Linked DNA regions of Hordeum vulgare: region 2 is linked to region 1. The links are chromatin contacts, called in public Hi-C maps. All regions are on one chromosome and are shown on one strand. Each heading gives the region's core, a stretch centred on a gene start, on an enhancer-like site or on the middle of the called end of the contact. The rest is flanking DNA. Distances are from core to core; before and after follow the strand shown.

Region 1 (4,438 bases), core at 308-2,807:
AATAAGCAAATGAACAGCTTAAATGTGAGGCAAATAGGCATACCCTCCACCCTACGCTCTTTAACGCGGAAAGGTTCAGTGATTCCTTCAAGAACCCTCTCTCCAAAGGCATCGACAAGCCTCAGCCCCAGCCTGAACTTCTTAGTGCTTGTGAAGCTAGAGTTATCAGTGAAGTTAGCACTTCCAAGGAAAGCTTCCCCTCCACTGAGCTTCAGCATCAGATCACCGTTGAGGAGTTTTGCGCTTTTCTCTCGGCCCCATACTATATGCTTGCTGAATTCCTCAGGAGTCCAGCATTCCTCTTTTTTAGCATTGAAGTTGCCATGGAGGACTACAACCTCAACCCTAACCGAAGAAAGATGACCGAACCTGACGACGTTCGTCTGGTCGTTTTCGAGGTTTTCAACCATGGCCACCTTGAGAGCTGATCCATCCTTGGCTTCTAACTTCATCATGGTGTAAACTGGTTTTAGATCATTCAAGAACATGAGCTGATACCTCGGACGGTGGCTCCGGCCAGCTAATAGCCTACATATATAGCTCAAAAAATTACCATCAAAATTGAGCAAATGGAAGCATATTGAGGCAGCTTAGCATGTATGTTAGGAGCAGTGAGACTGACTTGAAACATTTTGTAAAATGGATCTAATTTTATCATGAGAAAGGAGAAGTATATCTCCCACCTTGGAGGCGCTGCTGCTGCACTGAATTGTCTGAACATGGCTTTCTCTACCTCCTCTGAAACCTGAAATATGCAGATGTGAGAAAGGTTATAATTTTTCCAGATGATATTGAGAAGAAGACAAAGATTATCAAGAACAGATTCGTATGTTTGGCCTTTAGCTGTTATAAACGTGAATATATCAAAGTATCACAAATGAATAATAGGCCTTTCTTTTAGCTGTTCCTTTACAGATATGAGAAGCACACACAGGTACTACTAAAAATTCTCATAAATAAATCAAAAAGGGCATATGGGGACAGGAAGCGCTTTGTTTGACCAAGTGCCTACCACTCTCTGAACCATGTTGCTGAAAACCGGCAGGAACATGGCCATGAACTCCTCCCCTATGATCCCTCTGAAGCCAAACACTCCCTGACCCATGGTCCTCCTCCCCCTCACATGCCTGCCACCCAAACAGATCAGCTCAGGATCGCATATGAACAAGGTAATTAAGTTGACCAGCCGTTGATTTGATCCCAAGGATGGAAATCCAGAGGCGGAGACTCACATGACGAGTGATGTCCAGCGCTTGCAAGGCCGGGAGAGCTCGCCGCCGTCGCCGGAACATGGACGGGGCCGCTTGGAAGAAGCCATTGTGGAAGAAAGGGAAGGAGGAGTCCATTGGCAGGGGGTCTGATATAGATGAGGAGGAGGAAGGGGGCAGGAAATGGAGGGCGGGGGAAACCTGCAGGAAGAAGCTGGGATGGTTCCCTAGTCTCAGCTTCTTTGGATTTTCTTTGGCGGCGTTTGAGTTGCCTATGCTTTTACAATACTACTTGACTTGTGATTGTCAACGGCGGATCCGCTTCTTCTTTGGTACTTTCGCCTTGCGTTTTGTGGCAGTGCGTTTGGAACGTTTTCTTCTTCTTCTTTCCTTTGTAGTTGACGATAACAGGCAGCTCAATGTACATATTTTTCTACTATTTTTTAATGCAGTTATATACCGCCGGAGCTTCCTCTGCAGTTTTTAGCAAGATTAATGCACTGAAAATGGGCCCCTGTCACGAGTGGGGCTGACAAGGCGTAGAAACATGCATGTCGGTGATTTTCTTGGAAGAACCATCGCGCGGAAGGTTTCTTGAGCTGATCAGTTCATGGCCAGTGAACCGCCGCAACCCGACTAGTACAGATCTGAGTGGCGGGCTCACTTCGTCCACTAGTGTTTGCTTACTATTTCTGGACTCTTCAAAGAAGGTTCACTTAACTATACACTGTCACCAAGGTGAGCAGAGCACCTGGATCATTGTCGCCGGCCAGCTGGAATCGAGTGTACCGGCAGAGATCTCTCTAACTTTTTCTCTAAGTATTCCCTCCGTACCACAATACTTGTTGTTCTAGTTCTCTTCAACAATAAGTATTTTAAAAAAAATTATAAATGATGCACGGTTTTGTTCATAGTTCACGCTAAACATTGTTCTTTATTATATCATGCATAAATTGTTACCCTACTGCTCGCTCCTATCTTTCTATCATAGAGGAAATCAAAACAACTAGCACGTCGAGAGGATAAACCCCCGCGTCGCCCCCGCTCGGACGACTAGGGCAGGACGAAACCCTAGTCGTCGGGGGCTCTCCTTCCTTCCCTCCCTCCATTTGATGCTCCAAGGGAAGCCGCCGGCCTATAGCCCGCAGGCCGACGGCGGTGGTGGGGGCCTCCCTCTCTCCTACGTCATGGGGATGGTGCGGAGCCCTGCGGCGTGAGGAGGCACGACCGATCTGGCCTTGGCGACGCGGCGGGTGTTCCTGCCTTGACCGGCGGCGGCACGATGGCTGACTCTGCCTCGGGCGACAATGGTTGAGGGCACGACGGATGGCCTTTCGGGCAGCAACGTTGGCTTTGTTCGGCGACGGCTACCAGATGTGCGACAATGGGCCATCTGACCCCGGATCGACGGCGGCGACGCAGAGGGCCTGGCGAACGGGTCGGCGCCATGCGTGGTCTGGCCTCCGAACAGATATGATATGGCTGGTACGGCCTACTCGCTACGTGATGGCTCATATCGGTGGCAACCCATGCACACGATGCTTGATGGAGGTTCATCGAGCGAATCCGGGTGAAAACCTCGTTCTCAGCTTGTTGTCAAGACTAGCGATGGCGGCACTCTTTTGTGTTGTTGTCTTCTTGAAGGCATCGCCGTGGAGAAGCTCCAGACCTCCATCTGCTACCTTCGGAGGAAATCCTAAATTAGTACATCGGACGACGGGGGCTCTCTGGTCTTGTTTTCCTCCTAGGGGCGTCATTTTTGGAGGTGTACATGGGCTCGAGGGACTAGTGGACGGTTTATTTGGTGGAGTGGTGCTTCATCTTACACATTCATAGTGGCCGATCTCGGCGGTGTAGCGCAATGGAGACTCGGCGTCCGGTGTGCCGAGGTGAACTCGCGTAGAAGGAGGACACTATCTGGCAGCATTGTGGCATTAATGGCAGAGAGGCCTAGCAAGGTCGGTATGTTAGTCTTCTCTGAAGATGAATTGGTGGAAAACGGCGGCGATGACACATGAGAGTGTGTCGGACCGGTTTGTACCCTAAACCCAATATGTGGCTTGGTTGGGGCCTCCGACTTTAGATGTTAGACTTTCATGCGACGTTTATTTGGTATTAGGCTCGGACTATCGATACCCCTTCATTAAGTGGATAGGAATAGCGACAATTGTTGCTAAGATGACGGCTTCAGACTAACTCATGTATTATTTTATAAGGTCTTTGTAAATAATCAGTAAAATAGACGCATGTATCGCTTAGATGCACAGGCCGGGGTAATCCTCCTTTTCTAAATAAAAAATCAGCAAAAAGGCAAAAGGAAGTGAAGGTCGTACGTGACCTATAGTGTAATCCTAATCGAGTTGCTAGACTATAAGGCCATCTTGAGCGCTGACCCGCAAACAGACACAGTGTTTGTGCGAAAATCAGTCCATACTAATGAGTTAATTCCATGGAACTACCACACCTCGACACGTCATAACGAATTGGTAGTCATATTTTTTACAAGTCAGTACCAACTCGGCAAGTCTAAGTGTTGCAAAACGGTCTAACAACCATATAATGATGTATTTACCGTATTAACATACTGGCCAACTCGTGCGTGGCGCTCCACTAACTAGGAGCCGACTCAGTCATTCTAACTGGCTGGGTCGAACCGGTTCCAATAGGACAAACCTTAGCTCTCATTTCCCCTCCCCTTCTCCCCTCACAACACGACTATCTAGCGATGGCGGCAATAACAATGGTTGTAGTGGCGGTGGTTGTGTGGGCGGCTATAGAGACTTTCCTGGCCTCGGGAGCGATGACCACGTTGGTCTCAATGGCTCCACTTCTTCTTACTACTCTAGTGACGAGGAGGAGGAGGAGGCTCCCATGTCCATGGAGCAACGGGTGAGGCTGGCAGAGATTTGGGTGGCCAACCCTAACACTAGCCATCAGTGGACGAGTGGAGCTGGCGGCATGGTGTAACTCACTCTCCTCTCTTCTTTATGCCTAGTTCAAATTTGGGGCTAGGGTTAGTTTTACTAAAAAAAACCATATTTAATGTCAATTGTAGTTTGGACAATGTTGTTTGGGATGTTAGGATGCACTTTGATGCTCAACATAATTTGGATAGGAAGTTATGCAGCTCAAATGTAACATTTTTTAATCTATATGCGATGTTACAAACACAAGGATTTTCTTTCTCTGATGAATTGTACCACATGAAGAATTTAGGCATAGGAGAGGAG
Region 2 (4,710 bases), core at 370-2,869, 600 kb after region 1:
ACTTGTAGAGAATACCTTGTTGGAACTGCTTATCATTTCCTTCTCCTCCTCGTTGGGTTCGACACTCTTGCTTATCAAAAGGACTACGATTGATACCCTATACTTATGGATCATCATGGCCTAAACTACCAAATGTTGTCAGCCCCATTCACTTTAGGGGGTAATGCTATACCCCATAGTTAAGCCCCTCAATATCGATAAGACTTTACATGAAGTCATCAATCAACCTAAAAATTTGGGGACCCACCATGGACTATAATTTTCTTGTAGAAAATCAGGGGAAAACTGTCTCGGCGCGGGGTCGTGTCCATCTCACATTCCTCGAGGGATTTCATGATCTCCGTGAGAAATAAGGGTGGCACCAAACTATTGTCCTCCTACGACCCCCCCACACACACACACAACCCCTGTGTGAGATATGGTCCCTTCCTGGCTCCAAGACCCCTAGGAACTCGCGGTAGAAATCATAGATGTGGTGCCGGAGCGCGAGACCCCGAGAGATGAATGTGTCACCCATCTGGAGAGCCATAATCATACATTACCTCCCATTAGCGATAACATGAAAAAATGTGGTGCTCGCATCCCCCTCTAGAATCCATTGTTGTCCTCCCCTTTGTTGCTAGTATAACTCCTCGTAACAGGTGGGAAAGGTTAGTTAGTCTTTAATCTTGTGCCTTTGTGCCCATTCTACGGATGAAAGGTCCGACAAGTATGACTTAAGGTCGTGCCCATAACCTCTGCACGATGGTTTCTTTCCTATGCTTAAGACTGCTACCCACGTTCGCGCTCAGCCTCAAAGATGATGCCACAACTGACTGATACAAGGTTGCCACTCATCCAACTCATCACACAAAGGCTGCAGCGGTGCAAGGGTCGAGCCTTCGCCCAATTCTACAAAAACCGGTTGGACCAACCAATGATCTTCAATGAAGAAATGCCTCGCAAGCTACTTCTCCTCCTCCCTAGAGGACACCTAGAGAGGACAATGGTTGGATCCTAGCTTAAGTTCTATCCGCAAGCGAACATCGCGAGAATATAATCTTCCAATCACTAGTCACAAGCAACCAATCTAGCAGCACCGCAAAGGATCATCTCCCCCCCCCCCCTCGCGTGCGCTCGTGCAAACTCATATGTTCGGTTCTAATTCTACAAAAAATCACAGATCGAGGAGCGACATCAAAGATATCAGAGTTTCTTAGTTAACATTTACATGTGACTCATCCTAATTTACGCATTCATGATAATTTTTAGAGAATAATGTTGTAAAAGCATCCCCGTCCTTTTTGTACTTCTCACCTCGCGTGCTCCACAACACTTCACTAGTCAACCACCTAGTTCATACTTCTTGCGATGCTCCCTCTGGATCAAAATGCATTATCAATAATCTCAGCATTGATCGCTCAAGGAAAACGAAAAAGAAGGGAAGATGCGAGGGAAATTCATCAAAGCTTGGAAGAACAATTCAAGCAGCAGAATAAACAACAAGTTGAAAAAAAGAAAAGAAAAAAAGAGCAACACAAGTTAAATAAAGCGGTTAGGGTTAAACTACGCTTTCCATTCCAGCCCTCCGAAAGCCCGAATCTGCTCTTTCCTGGAAACACCCTCCAAATTTGTTACCAGTACACTTTCTTTCTCGACCTCCAAAAACAACCAAGAAATCTCACGACGCGTCCTCCTCCCACTCCTCTCCTCCCCCTCTCGCCATGGCCGGCCGCCTCCTCGCCGCCCCTCTCCTCCTCCTCGTGCTCCTCCAGCTCCCGGCGCCGTTGCAGGTGTCCGCGTACCCGCTCACGGCGGTACACTCTGGTCGGTGCCCGAGGCCGGAGGAGAGGCCGCCGCCGTTCCTCCAGGGGCTCCGGGGAACCTGCCGCACCTCGACGGAGGGACAGCTGGCCAAGGAGGTGCGTGTCTCCCACCATAGCTCCGGGCTGTTTGGTTGGCTACAGATTGTTTGCTTTTTTTGGGTGTACCTGCGCATTTATTGTGTGGATGAATCCGGAGATTCGTTCGTACGGTTCTTCGTTGATCTCTCTTCTCCCGTGAATTCCTGTTCGTCCGTCGATTCGTCTGTCACACAATTTAATTAAGGTCCAGTTCCTTAATCTTGATGCTATTTAGGTGCCAAGAAGTTTGTTTTGTTGTTTTACAAGTTTCAGAAGTAAATTGAGCGAATTCACTTTGCAATTCTTGGGGCAAAAACTTGACGTTTATCATGATGGGGTTCTGTTCTATCCTTTTGATTTGGTTAGGCGATTTCCCTGCAATTTCATATGGGGCGAAATAAACCGTTCTGTTTCATTATTATTTTTTTGTGCGAGCTGATTGGGTATTAGTCAACGCGGGAGTATGAAGGTTCAGTTGGGTGTCTAGTCTAGCTCTTATCCTGCATCAATTTTTTTCCCACAAATATTGCGCTCGAGATAAATTTGTTTGGAATGCGTTGGCATCTTTCATCGGTTCAAGCCTTCAAGATGCCAATTTAGGGGCAATTCAGCTAGATACCGTGTGTTGTTTCGGTGTCATTGAGTGGATCAGTGTCCTCATTTCTGTAACTTATTGTGCTTATGGTACCAGTGCTTGGCAGTTCATTCTGTGAGTAAATTAAAACTTCGTGCAGTAGTGAATTAGAACGTACAAGATACTTGTGTAGTAGTGGATTAATATCCAAAACTTCATGGAGTACCATTGAGCGTTTGGGATGCTAAGGTTTTGGATAGCTCTGGCTAGGGAGATGTTTATTTCTTGCTATTACTGAGCTTGGTTACTAATTTAATGAGATGGTTCTAAGGTTCACTGTGCTAAGAGGTTTAAATGCCTCAAGGGATTGCCTGCCAATGAGACGGCGCCGTCTGGGCTAAGTGGTTTAAACGTATCAACGGACTGCCCACCTGATAGAACCAAGATGTGTTAAGCCTACTTGTTCAGTATGGATCGTCCAATATGATGGTTTTATGTCATAGCAGTTCCATGTAGTCTCTGCTCTCTAGTCAATTTGCTGTAGTGCGGATAATTGGCAACGTAGACTGCCAAAAGCATCTGTTTATGAAGCTGAGTTCTTTAGTCCATGTCGGGCTTAATATGAACCTCACCTTGAAAAACTTTGCAGGTTAATGGGGAGGAACTTATCAGAGAATTGGGTGGAAAGGAGTACACTGCTGTCCTCTTCTATGCATCATGGTGCCCTTTCTCTCATAGAATGAGACCAATCTTCGACGATCTTAGCTCAATGTATCCACATATTAAGCACTTGGCTGTAGAACAGTCCAACGTGATGCCAACGTAAGAGCCTTATGCGTAGTGGTGTTCCTCTCATCCTTTCTTACCCATTAATATGACCGATGGCCTTAACTAATACTTCCTTATGATTTGCAGAGTTTTATCAAGATATGGTGTCCGCAGCCTTCCTTCTATACTAATAGCTCATGAGTCATATGCGTTCTGGCCTCTTGTTGCTAAAGATCTCAACTCACTGGTCAACTTTTACTCTGCTGTTACTGGTAGGTTTCTCAATGTTCATCATGCATTCACTGATTTGTGGCCCACCTGATATCCTGATGTGATTAGCAAATAAATGGGTGGTGTGGTACACCACTGTTTTAGTATGAAATATTAATTATCTTGCTGTCCAAGCAGCCTGTGCTCTATTGGCACAACTCGAAAGACGGGAATAGTAGTTCTATGGATAAGATGGCGACAGCAATTCTCTGGAGGAGAAATGGCAATACGATTATATGGATGTTAAATGTGCACAGATGTAATTGTCATAATTTTACTATAAACTAACCAGTATGGTTGTTAGATCGGATACTGCATTATCATTAGCTGGTCACACTTCGATGATCTTACTAAATTCATAGAATAATAGGAAGTACGTGGTGGTACTCTCATTCGGGCTTAACAGAGACTCTGTTCGATGCAGGACAAGAACCAGTTGCATATCTTGGTCCGCGGAAGTGGAACACAACCGGAAGAAGCACACAGTATGCGAAGCTGTGGAATGGTTCAGTCAGCGAATCAGTGAAGAGCGAGCCCTACCTAGCATTCAGCATCCTCTTTATTTGCCTAAGGATATTTTTGTTCTTCTTCCCAAAGTTCTTCGCCTGCATCAAAGGCTTGTGGACCCAATACTTTCGGCACGCCAACTTTGGAGTGCTTGCCAAATTGACCCAGCTGCTCGAATGTGTGCCCCATGCCGTGGATGTAAGGAAGTTGTGGAGCAAATGGAGGCTCATGGTTGGAGCCATAAACACGAGAGTCTGGGCATCATCTCTAGCTTCTGTGTCTCTTGGTGGGCAATCTTCTCCCCGAGCTGCTAGGTTGGATTGATGGTTTGGACTTTAACATTGAGCGGGAGAGCATGCGGGCTGTTTGAATTGCGCTGGATGTGGAAGCTCCTGTGACTCACATGAAAATGTAGTGAAACATCTTGTTTGTAGCATGTAAATCTTAGGGATACTGCTGAGCCTGTGTAGATCACACTGTAACATTAATCATGAGTACCCATTGTCATAGTTTTGAGCAACTGGGCACACAGCATAAGCCTTGTACTATTTTTCACATGTAATCTGCAATTGCAGTATGACATTTCGACCTATGTTTCCATATAGTACCATCTGTCTTCTGGCTTCAGCAAGAACTCTGAATTAAAACATGGAACCAGATACCAATTTAATTTGCCGTAATCCTTTCATGGACAATATATTGATCTCT

What was found. A called contact is a pair of places that touch in the nucleus more often than the background predicts.
Region 2: a Hi-C map of seedling shows a contact between it and region 1, with 6 times the contacts expected there. The contact joins the promoter of LOC123397952 here to the promoter of LOC123451896 in region 1. A contact is called at or near these places in 3 of 6 Hi-C or Micro-C datasets (leaf and seedling) and 1 of 1 datasets of contacts at active chromatin or transcription factors (embryo).

Annotation. Positions count from the first base shown.
Region 1 is chr5H:116,130,470-116,134,907 of MorexV3_pseudomolecules_assembly, forward strand. It overlaps LOC123451896, which reads right to left and starts at 1,558. Exons shown (of 10, transcript XM_045128445.1): 1 at 1,233-1,558; 2 at 1,013-1,127; 3 at 684-745; 4 at 44-528. The coding sequence starts at 1,318.
Region 2 is chr5H:116,734,641-116,739,350 of MorexV3_pseudomolecules_assembly, forward strand. LOC123397952 (5'-adenylylsulfate reductase-like 6) reads left to right here and starts at 1,620. Exons shown (of 4, transcript XM_045092462.1): 1 at 1,620-1,901; 2 at 3,107-3,279; 3 at 3,373-3,497; 4 at 3,920-4,633. The coding sequence starts at 1,704. The coding sequence ends at 4,326. It overlaps LOC123397951 (polyprotein of EF-Ts, chloroplastic), which reads right to left. Exons shown (of 4, transcript XM_045092461.1): 4 at 4,673-4,710.